Linked DNA regions of Sus scrofa: region 2 is linked to region 1. Evidence: chromatin contacts called from public HiChIP or PLAC-seq data. All regions are on one chromosome and are shown on one strand. Each heading gives the region's core, a stretch centred on a gene start, on an enhancer-like site or on the middle of the called end of the contact. The rest is flanking DNA. Distances are from core to core; before and after follow the strand shown.

Region 1 (5,554 bases), core at 2,643-5,142:
CGGGTCAAATCGGAGCTACAACTGCCATCTTATGCCACAGCCACAGCAACTCAGGATCCGAGCGAGCCATGTCAACGACCTGCACCATAGCTCACGGCAACACCAGATCCCCGATCCACTAATCGAGGCCAGGGATTGAACCCACATCCTCATGGATACCAGTCAGATTCGTTTCCACCACGGCACAACGGGAACTCCAACCCCGGAAAGATTTAGAACTAAGTATAAAACTGTTTAAGAAAATCAAAGCAGTATTTGGGCAAATCTCAATGAAAAGATGGCATTTAAAGAAAAATCCAGGAGTTCCCACTGTGGTACAGCAGGTTATGGATCTGGCACTGTCTCTGAGGCAGTACAGGCTTGATCCCCAGCCTGGTTCATTGGGTTAAGAATCTGGTGTTGATGCAGCTGTGGCTCAGATTCAGTCCCTGGCCCGGGAAATTCCATGTGCTGTGGATGCCAAAAAGAAAAAAAAAAAAAAAGGAAAAGAAATTTTTTAATTAAAAAAATAAAGTCTAGAGAGTTCCCTGGTGGTTTAGTAGTTAGGATGTGGTGCTTTCACTGCTGTGGCTTGAGTTCCATCCCTGGTCTGGGAACTGAGATCCCACATCAAGCTGCAGGCTGGGGCCAAAGAAAAGAAAAAAAAAAAAAAAAAGGGTCCAAAGGAGGACAAAGAGTCAGTCAGGCATCTGGGGGAAGGGTGTTCCAGGCAGATGTAACAGCAAGTGCAAAGGCTCTGAGGTGAAGCAGGCAAAGAAGACTGGAGGAACATTAAGGAGGGCTGGGGCAGGTAGGACATCATGGGACCAGTTTCTACAAGGCCTTACAGACTATTTAGGGGCCTCCGACTTTTGGTCTGAGTAAAATGGGGAGCCACTGAAGATGGGGAGCCACTGACCAATTCTGAGCAAAGAGGTGACAAAGACTTCCCTCAAGGGGATGAAAAAACTTGCACCAAATCTTTTAAATCTGATAAACATGTAGTTAGGTCACTGAAAGGGTTGAACCTATTAGACAGAAATTCCATTTGATCTAGAAAATAAGATTTAAATGATATAGGAGGAAACAAGTATTGCCCTATCTTACAAAGTTTTTCCTGGGCTCAAATCACTATCAACAGCAAAGCTGGTAATTTCAAGGCCCTGAGAAAAGGTCTAGCAGAGTGCCTTCTTTACCGGGTCGGAAATTTACATGATGTGGAAAAGGTCAAGACGATGCCTCCTACTAACATTTTAGAGCCATGTCCGTTTAGCCAAGACCGGCAGGTTGGATCCTCACTTCCCATTAACATCTTGTGTGGTCAGGGGGCTCCTGGGAATAAAGACATCTGATCTCTGGTTATAGCAAAGGGCTCTTGCTCCAGGGGCCTCACAAACCCAGCCATACCCAGGGCTTGGGGAAGGTTACAGAAAGGAAGATTGAGCTGGGGTTCTTCTGCTGAGGATTTTAGATTTGCTTCTGATACAAATCAGTTAACGTTTTCAGAGCAGGGAAGCAATATGAGTTGCTTACTGGAAAGCTCTGGAGGTGACTTTAGGAGGAAATGAAGAGCTAGAGCAGGAGGCAAGGGCATTGGAAGGCTGCCACCTCTCACCTCCTGGCTTAAAGCTTAAATGCTTAATGTGTTTCCTCATCTAGAAAGTGAAATAATCCTCAGCCTGACTGGGTAGTTGTTTTATGTGATATAATTCATATAGGCGAAAGCACTCCATTTACTAAAGTTCTGCAAATAAAAACATTTATCAAGAATAGAAGTAAAACTGATGTGTGGAGTTTAAAAGCCCAATAGGTGAGAATCTGCGGCTTCCAAACACTCATTGGACTAAAACTAACACAATGTTACTTGTCTACCATATCTCAATTTAAAAGGAAAAAAAGGGGAGAAAAAAAAAAACAAAAAAACCACGCCTTTTAAAGATGTGGAGACTGGCTGGCTACTGGCACAATCAACAATAAATAAGCGCATGCGATGGAGAAGGGGCCAAACCACTAATTAACTTACAAGAGAGGCCGTCTGCATAGGTAGAAGGTGCGTACGTGTGGGTTCGGCATAAAATAATAATTATAGCTCAATATTTGTTAGGTATAGTAAGTCTGCCTTGGCTTCTCAGCCCGGATCTGTCACATCACCATATAAAACCAAAGGATGGAGGATGTACGCAGAAACTCGGACTACTGCCCAGCCAGCCACCTACCCGAGGAAGCGCCCGGAGCTGCAGGAGAGAAGCCCCGGACCTTGGCCACCCCACCCGGCGGGCCACCCATCACCCGCCGCGCAGCCCGAGCCCGGCTGGCTGCCGACCCTCCGGGAGTCCGCGCCGCCCGACGGCTCCAGACACGCCCGGCACGGTCCCCGCGCCGCCTTCCCGCCGCCGCCGCCAGGAGGCTCCGCGCGCCTTCCCGCCTTTCCCCGCGCCGCGGCCGGGCCAGGCCGGGCGGCCAGGCGGGCGCGGCGCTGGGCGGGCGCGGGCGGCGACGGCGCTGCCATTGTCCCGCAACCCCTCCCGGGCGCGCAGGCGGGCCGGGCCGGGCGGTTGGATGGGCGCCGGAGAGGCGGCCGCGCAGTCCGGGGACCGGTGCGCCCCGCCGCCGCCCGCCTCTCCCCCGCTGGCCGCCGCCCGGAGGCCGGGTCCTGGGCGCCGGCTGCCCGCGCCTCCTTTGTGACCGTCTCCAGCCCCTCGGAGCCGGCGCGCCACCGCCGCTGTGCCCGGGGCTGCAAATGGCGCCCGCTCGCCTCTGCGCCTCCCGCCGCTCTCTGGACCGGGAACGTCTGGGGGCGCCGCGCCGGGGCCGCATCCCGCTGTCGCCGCCGCCGCTGCCGCCCGGGGACCAGAGCCCGCGGCGCCTTCGCCCGCAGCTAGGCTCGTGGGCCCGTCCCGGGCAGCCCCGACGCCCCGCCCGCCCTTCGCCCGCGTCGCGCGCAGCCACTTACCGCGGGCCGCGGCGCACCGGCGGGGCGCGCGCGCGGGCTGGGGGAAGATTCCCGGTTCCCGGCAGGGGAAATACCCCCTTTTGAAGCCGTTCCTTTGCGCCCTAAAACAAGTAGCCCCAACGTGAGAGAAACAAAAGGTATTTGCTGACGTGGGCGTTGGACAGAAACGCCCGAGGGCTGGGGACACAATTAAAGGGGCAACGCACAGATTTCAGGCACCAACCAGCAGCTTCGCCCACTCCCCCTGCCCTTGCCTACACCCTGCTGCACCCTCCGGAGGCAATGGAGTGCCCAGATCCCCTAGCACTTGACTACAGAATCATTATTTAGTAAGGAGCTTAAATTTTAAATTGTACTTTACGTTGGGAAAGGCGCCTCCGGGAGGGCAGAAGGGCTGGATTTCTAGGATCTGGGGAATTTGGTTTAGGAAAGAGGGAGGGACTTAGGCGTGCCCACAATTACTGTATAAGTGCATGTGACATTATTGTACTTAAGTTTAGCAACGTCAAATGGAAGAGATCTGCACAGAATTTTTCCCTTTTTGAAGAACTCGTTTTAGTCAAGGGTAATCTTTTCTAAACCTCTGCAAGTCACAAGAATTTTCTTTGAAGAGGATAACCCAAGAAGCTGAGATAAGAAAAAATAATCCTTGGTCAAGTTCAGAGAAAATATAAAACTAGTAAGAATAGGAGGTTTTGTGTTGTCAAATACTAACATTGATGATACATCCCTAATGTTTAGAGTACACACGTCAGGTTCTATATCTGCTAACATCATAAATCACTGAATATTCATAGTTAGCAGGCAAACATTAATTCTACAAACTACGTTTTCCAGTTCCTTCTGCTGGGGTCAGGCATTGAATAATACTGTGATATAGCAAAACCGAAAAAAAGACTCAAAATTTTAAAACATTTAGTTTTTGTTGGATTTCTCTCTTTTGTCACACTCAGTCATACTGAACAGAATTTATTACTGTGGTTTCATCAATAGTTAGCTATGTGATTTGAGGATCATAGTCTCTACTAGAAGGATACAAAATATTCACAACTATCTCTTAATGTCACTTCTGTATTACTTGAGTTATTTTGCTATTTAGTTGCACCTTCTCACATTCTGAACAGGTAATTGAAAACATGTTTGAAAACCTGCTAGGTATCAGGAGATTTGGATGTACCCAAACTATTCTGCTAGCATCCCCATTGAGAATTCTCCCCCAAAGACCTGGGCATTGTTATCACAAAGGGTTTTATTTTAGCCTTAATTAATTAAAACATGCAAAAAAGTTCTACAAACTTGTTCCTCAAGAGAGCACATCCTTTGTTGCAAGGAAAAAGTAATGGAAGTTTTTTCCCTCAACTTCCCCCTCCTAGCTTCTGAAACTCAATTTATATGTTTGGCGAACTTCTTATGTTATGAATAATTGGTGGGAGATAGAATCTGCCTTCTGCAGCAGAATCTGGAAATGCCAGTGACTTGCTTTCCCAGAATCCCTTGTGGCTAAGGCAATGGTCATGGGCTACACTTTAATAATCAGAGGCACTTACTGGGGACTTTGATGAGGGAGCTATACCACCAAGAAGCAGGAACCTCTAAGAATCTTTTCTGGCAGTGGTGACTGTTGCAGCAAGATAGTGTCTCCAGGTGCCATAGAGGCAGTGCTGTTAGTGGCAGTATCCGCTGTCCAGCACTAGGGTTATCTGTGGTGCCAGCTGCCAGGTCTCTGCTGAGAGCAGTGTTGGTATCCTTACCAGGCCAGTTCTATGGTATGACTTGCTGTTGTTTCTACCTGGTTAGCATAGGCACCAAACCCTATGCTTTGCTCTTCCCATAATTCTGTAAACTTTTAATACATTCATTTCTGTTTAAATCAGCCAAGGCAAATGAGTCTGTGTCACTAAGAACCCTAGATAGTACAAAATGTTAAAAGGCATTTGGACATATGGCCTGGAACATAATAGATAAAATTATTTGAGGTAAAGTGTTGTCATCAATGTAGCTAGGAATTAAAACCATGGATATAGATAGAGAAAGAGAATATAAAATAAGAAAAGAATAAAGCATAGAACAAGCATCACCAGCTTCATCATCTAGTGGCTTCCTAGAGGAAAGTAAAATTGCAAGAATCTAAGAAGTGACTGGGATAGAAGGAAGAGATGTGGGATAGTGCGGTGTTATGGAAACTAGGAGGGGGGGAGTTTCCATTGTGGCTCAGCAGAAACAAACCCAACTAGTATCCATGAGGATGCAGGTTCGATCCCTGGCCTCGCTCAGTGGGTTAAGGATCCAGTGTTGCCATGAGCTGTGGTATAGGTTGCAGACGCGGCTCGGATCCTGTGTTGTTGTGGCTCTGGCGTAGGCCAGCGGCTACAGCTCCTATTGGACCCCTAGCCTGGGAACTTCCATATGCCGAGGGAGCGGCCCAAGAAATGGCAAAAAGAAAAAAAAAAGAAAGAAAGAAAATGTCTATTGGATTTAACAACTTGGAAATCATTGACTTCAGAGAACATTATTACGCTTGAAAGAAGGGAGCAAAATCCAGATTAGGGGACTACATAGGGATAAAGAAATAGAGGTGGTGAGAATACACAACCCTTGAGAGATCTGGTGGGGAAGGGTGAT
Region 2 (5,962 bases), core at 1,254-3,753, 65 kb before region 1:
AACTTTCAGCTGTTACTCTGAACACCAACAGTTTTGTAATAAAAAATCCATTATTCCCCCAGGCACGCTCAGTTTGTTAAAGCTTTATACTACTTAAAGTCACCTTCCTTTTCACACTGTCACTTCCCACTGAAAGCCTTTCCTGATATTCCAAGTTGAGATAATTTTCCTTTCTCTGATCATTTTATCTTTGCCACTTTCATAATTATACCTGCCTATTCACTAGACTTGAAAGCAGGTACCATGTCACATTTACCTTTGCATTAACTAACTAGAAAATACCACTGACTGCCGAGATTCAAACATTTTGATGTTAAAAACTGAACTCATCCTGATAGTTTCTGAAAGCTGACAAGTTTTACATTACCATTTGGTCAACTACAGCTATAATCCCACTATTCAATTCAGTGTTAGGAAAAGGAAACATCTCCCACACTGCTGGTGGGAAAGCAAACTGGTGCAGCTATTATGGAAAACAGTATGTAAATGCCTCAGAAAACTAAGGATAGAGTTACCATATGACCCAGCAATCCTACTCCCCAGTATATATCCAGACAAAACTATAATTCAAAATGATACATGTACCGCTATGTTCACAGCAGCATTATTCACAATAGCCAAGACATGGGAACAATCTGACAGATGAATAAAGATGTGGTACATATATACAATGGAATACTACTCAGCCGTAAAAAGGAAGAAATAATGCCATTTGCAGCAACCTGGATGCAATTAGATGATCATACTAAGTGAAATCAGAAAGAGAAAGACAAATATCATTTATATTGGAGAGTCTAAAATATGACAAACCTATCTACAAAACAGAAACAGACTCAGATATAGGAAATAAATTTGTGGTTGCCAAGGGGGTTGGGAGAGGGAGCAGGAGGTGGGGGTTAGCAGATGTAATAAGCTAGTCTACACGAAAGTGGTAATAAACAAGATCCTACTGTATAACAAAGAAAATTATATTCAGTGTCCTAGGAAAACCATAATGGAAAAGAATATATATCCAAAAAAAAGTGTACACAGGAAACTGTGATTGGGTCACTTTGCTATACAACAGAAACCGAAGAAGCATGGAAAATCAGCTGTACTTTAAAAACATAACTGAATCACTTTGCCGTACAGCAGAAATTTACACAACATTGTAAATCAGTACCTCAATAAAAACAAGTAAATAAAAAGAAAACATCAGTATGTTCTCTCTTATATGCTAAACTGCAAAATAATTTTACATTTTGCCTTACTTTCTGGCCTAGGAAAAAAATGTCACCAATAGGCTTTGATCACGTGTCCTCTACGGGTGACTGGAGAGAGGAAAACAGGGAAAATCAATGTGAGAAATCTACACTGAGGACACAACAAAACAGCATTCGAGAGATTCCTATCACCTGGTTACATCTGGAAGCCACTGTGCAGTTAGGCTGGGCCACTCCAGAGCATGGGTCATCACCAAATCGTAAAGAAAAGGGGTGTTCTTTTTCCATATTTTGTACTCTTCGTTGATCACACGTTCTTCTACTGCGTCATCAAAGGCTGCTAAAAAATTAAGAACAAATTAAGTTAGCGACCACAAACGGAAACCGAGTAAACACTTCCAAAGCTACCGTCACGGCTCCTGAATCCTGATTCTGAAATGGAGATTAGTCTAGATCTCCCGGAGGCGCAGGCACCACCACCGCTCTCCAGCTTCGCCGGGCGGGAACTGCTCGGGTAATCCCGACCAGACACTCCGTTAGCCCTTCGGGCGACGGCGCCCGCCGTCGAGCGCACAGAACCGACGGTGAGACCGAGCACCGACCCCTGCGGGTAGGGAGAGCGGCCGGGAGGACCCGGAGAGAGGCAGGTAGACCGACGGGGAGCGCGGGAGGGACCAAACACCCCCCCCGAGGCCACCACGGCCAGCCTCACACCGCTGCGCCGGGCCTCCGCTCCAGAGGGGCTGGCGCGCCATGAGCCCGCCCCGCGGGGCGATTTTTCCTCACGCCTGCGATGGCGGGGACGGCCCTAGGCAGAGTCTGGCCTGCCCCCACCGTTAGGCCGCGTTGAGGCCGCGGCGCAAGCCTGACTCCTCCCGCCCTCCTGGGGCGGCCCCGGCACCCTCACCTTCCTTGTCCGCCATGGCGTACAGGCAAGCCGGGGGGATCCTGGGGCAGAGCGTTGCGAGAGGGGCGGGGAGGCTGCGAGCGCTCCTTCTGCGCGCGCGGCCTCTATTGTTTCCTGCTGCCCCTGCGTGAGGGCCGACTCGCGCACCTTCGCGCCAACATCGGCCAATCGGAGTGCGCCGAACGTCGGTGTGGGCGGGGAAGCCGCGATCGCAGCCTATCCAGACGCGCGGAGCAGCTTGCCTCCAGGCCCAGGCGCGCGCTCTGCCCCTGCCCCCACACGGCCCCAAGCCGACTTCCTCCGATCACGCGCGCGCGCTCGCGCGCGCGGGAGTAGTAGAAGTGCACCCGCCCGGGGTCACGTGAGAGGTTTAGTCCGCACGCTTTTGGGGGCAGCCATTTTCGTGAAGGGTGTTAAGCTAGCGACCCCTTCAAAGTAGTACTTTAGATGGGAAAATGTAGGATGCTTCCGGGTCTAGTTATCTATTGTGGGGCTAGGCGGCAAGAAAAGGCCTCTATCATTCAGATCGAAAGGTGTCTAATTCGTGTCCCTTATTCCACGTCCTCCAAATTATTTGTTTCCTTAGTCGTAGGAAGAACTATTAAGCAAGAGCAGAAAGTGGGTCCTTCGACTTTTAATGATGTGCTCCAAACCCTGGGACACAGAACGGAAGTCTAGAAGGATTAAGTACCTCCCAGGGAATGGAGCCCTGGTCCTTTAAGGGTGTGCCAAGGGGCGGAGTCTAGAGCGGAAGTTATAAGTCAGGGCCGAAGTCCAGCTGAAGAAGGGCGGAAGCTGAGTTTGGGTCCAAAAGCACAATCATGGCGCTGGAAGGGGAAGATTTTAGAGATTACAATTTGACTGAGGAGCAGAAGGCGATCAAGGCCAAGTATCCTCCAGTCAATCGGAAGTACGAGTGTGAGTAGGTGTCTCACTTCTCTCATTACCTGGGGCTTCTGGCCTCGCCTTCCACTTTGTCCCCTACGGTACTTCCGGCACGTTCCCTTTTAGCCCTGTTTGTCTCTTCTGTGCTTGTCCCGCGGATGCTGAAGGGAAAAGCCACCCGGTCTGAATCGGAAATCTGGGCTTCCACATTTAGTCTTTTGAACTTTTTCTACGTGTGCCTATTCACGCTTACTTTGTGGGAATTTTATTGGTGTATTAATTCTAAACACAACCGTGTTTTCAAGCGTTTGCGGAGTTGTCGTCTCCTAAGAGTGTGGCTAGGTTAGGGGACTGAAAGCTCTCAGTAGGGAACTTCTAACTTGGTGTTTTACCTGTATCGTGTTAGTAAAAAGACCTGGTTTTGCCATATTTAGTTAAGTGACTTTAGGCAAATCACATAACCTTTCTTTGCATTCAGTTCCTTCATGTGAGGGATAATTGAGATAAAAATAAATGTGAAAGTGTAGTGCAGACTCTGAAGTTCTATATAAACCTTAAGCTATCATCCCTAAAGGTGGCTGTGGTCTGGGAAGGACTAATCTGACTCTAATATCCCTGCTTAAAATATTTCATTAAATTCCCCTTGTCTTCAGTATAGAATCCAACTATTTACCATAGCTTACTAGGCTTAGTTCTTTCTGGACCCTGTATGTCTCCCTACGCTCATTTTTCTCTCACTTAGCAATTTTTAAAAATTACTTTTAATAAGTTCTATACATGATGCCAAATTCAAAAAGTACAGGGAGTTCCCACTGTGGTACAGTGGGTTAAGAATCTGACTGAAGTGACTCAGGTTGCTCTGGACGTGCAGGTTGGATCCCCAGCCCAGTGCAGTGTGGAAACCAATCCGACTAGGAACCATGAGGTTGCAGAGTCAATCTCTGGCCTGGGAACTTCCAGCCCAGATTTCTAGCCACCTAGTCTTTGTCTCCAGATCAGCCATTCTTAACATTTTCTTATATGTACATGTAGAGATGGACATTTAGTTTAGTTAACCACTTTCTAATTGATGGACATTTATGTTTTTATTCTTTTACAATTGGAAACAATGCAGCAGTGAGTATACTTGTACATCCATTGCTTGGCACCTGTGCAAGTATATCTGTGGAATAAATTTCCAAAAGTTACATTGTTTTGTCAAAAGGCAACTGCTTTTTTTTTTTTTTTTGCCCTCCCCTCCAGCCTGTGGAAGTCCCTGAATCAGGGACTGAACCTGAGCTACAGCAGCAGCCCAAGCTGCTGCAGTGACAATGCAGGATCCTTAATCTGCTGAGCCACAAGGGAGCTCCTGCATTTTTAACTTCAGCAGTTATTGCCAAATAGCTCTCCATTGAAGTTGTGCCTGTTTATACTCTCCCCAGCATCTTTTCTCATACTTTTGCCAGTTTACTGTTACCATACTTTTTGGTCTTTTCCAGTTTGTTGAGTGTCTTGTTACACTAATTGCATTTTTCTCACTATGAGTGAGGTGGAACATATTTTCGTATGTTTGGAGCTATTTGTGTTTCCTTTTCTGATATGTATATTCTTTTTTTTTTCCTTTTTTTTGCTTTTTTTATTAGGGCTGCACTCGCAACATATGGAGGTTCCCAGGCTAGGGGTTGAGTCCAAGCTACAGCTGCCAGCGTACACCACAACCACAGCAATGCAGGATCTGAGCCATGTCTACAACCTACACCACAGCTCATGGCAATGCTGGATCCTTAACCCACTGAGTGAGGCTAGGGATTGAACCCGAAACCTCATGGTTCCTAGTCGGATTCGTTTCCATTGCACCACAACAGGTACTCCTATATTCATATTTTTTAATCCATTCTTCTACTGGGTTGTTGGTCTTTTTTACTATGTAGAAATGTACTTTTTAAATTTTTTTTGGTTTCACGTGTGGCAGAGGAAATTCCAGGGCCAGGGATCAAACTGGTGCCATAGCTGCAGCCTGAACCACGGCAGAGATAACTGCTGGATCCTTAACCCACTGTGCCACAAAGAAACTCCTATTACCCATTTTTATAGCTTCTGTGATGTCATACTTAGGCCTTGCCTACTCTGAGGTTGTAAACTAATTCTCCCATGTTTCCTTCTAGTATAATATTCCTATCTGTATAATTCAATGAACTAATTTTTTTCCTAATGTAACACAGTCAGGCATACATAAAATCTGTTCGGAGCACAAGATAGCACAGTGGATTTTAATGTTACAGAGTATGAAAAGTTCACTGTTAGAGCTTCAAATTCCACATTGCAAATAACCTTTAAAAAACTACCATGTTTCTAGTTTTGGGGTAGTAGCAAGGAAGACTATACAGTTTTTGTTTCTCTCTCCACTTCAGCTGTACTGCTCCTGTACATTTTTTATTAAGCTGCTAAAATACTCTTTTCCTTCTACCTCCTGCATATATATCTGTCACATTGGGTTTTATTTATGTACTTTAACTAAACTGTCATATTGCAACACATTGAAAAGTCAGACATTATAAATATTCGCAGGAGTTCCCATTGTGGCTTAGTGGAAACAAATCTGACTAGTATCCCTGAGGATATGGGTTCAATCCTTGGCCTCGATCAGTGGGTTAAGGATCCAACAATGCCTTGAGCTTGTTGTAGGTTGCAGATGAGGCTTGGATCTTGGGTTTCTGTGGCTGTGGTGTAGGCTGGCAGCTGTAGCTCTGATTTGACCCCTAGCCTGGGAACTTCCATATACTGCACCTCTGGCCCTTAAAAAAATTTTTTCTTTTTGCAGAGATGCTGAACAGTGCCACTCTTCTCACTAAACTTTTTGAAAAATACAGGGTTTTTTTTTAAATTAAAATATGTAATTTATGTTATACTATGAGCTTATTTTTATTTTATTTTTAATTTTTTTTTTTTTGTCTTTTCTAAGACCACACCAGTGGAATATGGAAGTTCC

What was found. HiChIP or PLAC-seq counts read pairs in DNA pulled down with a chosen protein or histone mark.
Region 2: an H3K27ac HiChIP or PLAC-seq map of skeletal muscle shows a contact between it and region 1. The contact joins the promoter of ZBTB8OS here to the promoter of ZBTB8A in region 1. A contact is called at or near these places in 3 of 47 Hi-C or Micro-C datasets (epiblast stem cells, fibroblasts and skeletal muscle) and 1 of 2 datasets of contacts at active chromatin or transcription factors (skeletal muscle).

What each region holds. Positions count from the first base shown.
Region 1 is chr6:88,920,584-88,926,137 of Sscrofa11.1, reverse strand. ZBTB8A (zinc finger and BTB domain-containing protein 8A) reads right to left here and starts at 3,892. Exons shown (of 5, transcript XM_003356289.4): 1 at 2,933-3,892.
Region 2 is chr6:88,983,540-88,989,501 of Sscrofa11.1, reverse strand. ZBTB8OS (protein archease) reads left to right here and starts at 2,503. Exons shown (of 7, transcript XM_005665186.3): 1 at 2,503-3,027. The coding sequence starts at 2,931. RBBP4 (histone-binding protein RBBP4) reads right to left here and starts at 2,410. Exons shown (of 12, transcript XM_013999126.2): 1 at 2,110-2,410; 2 at 1,395-1,542. The coding sequence starts at 2,125.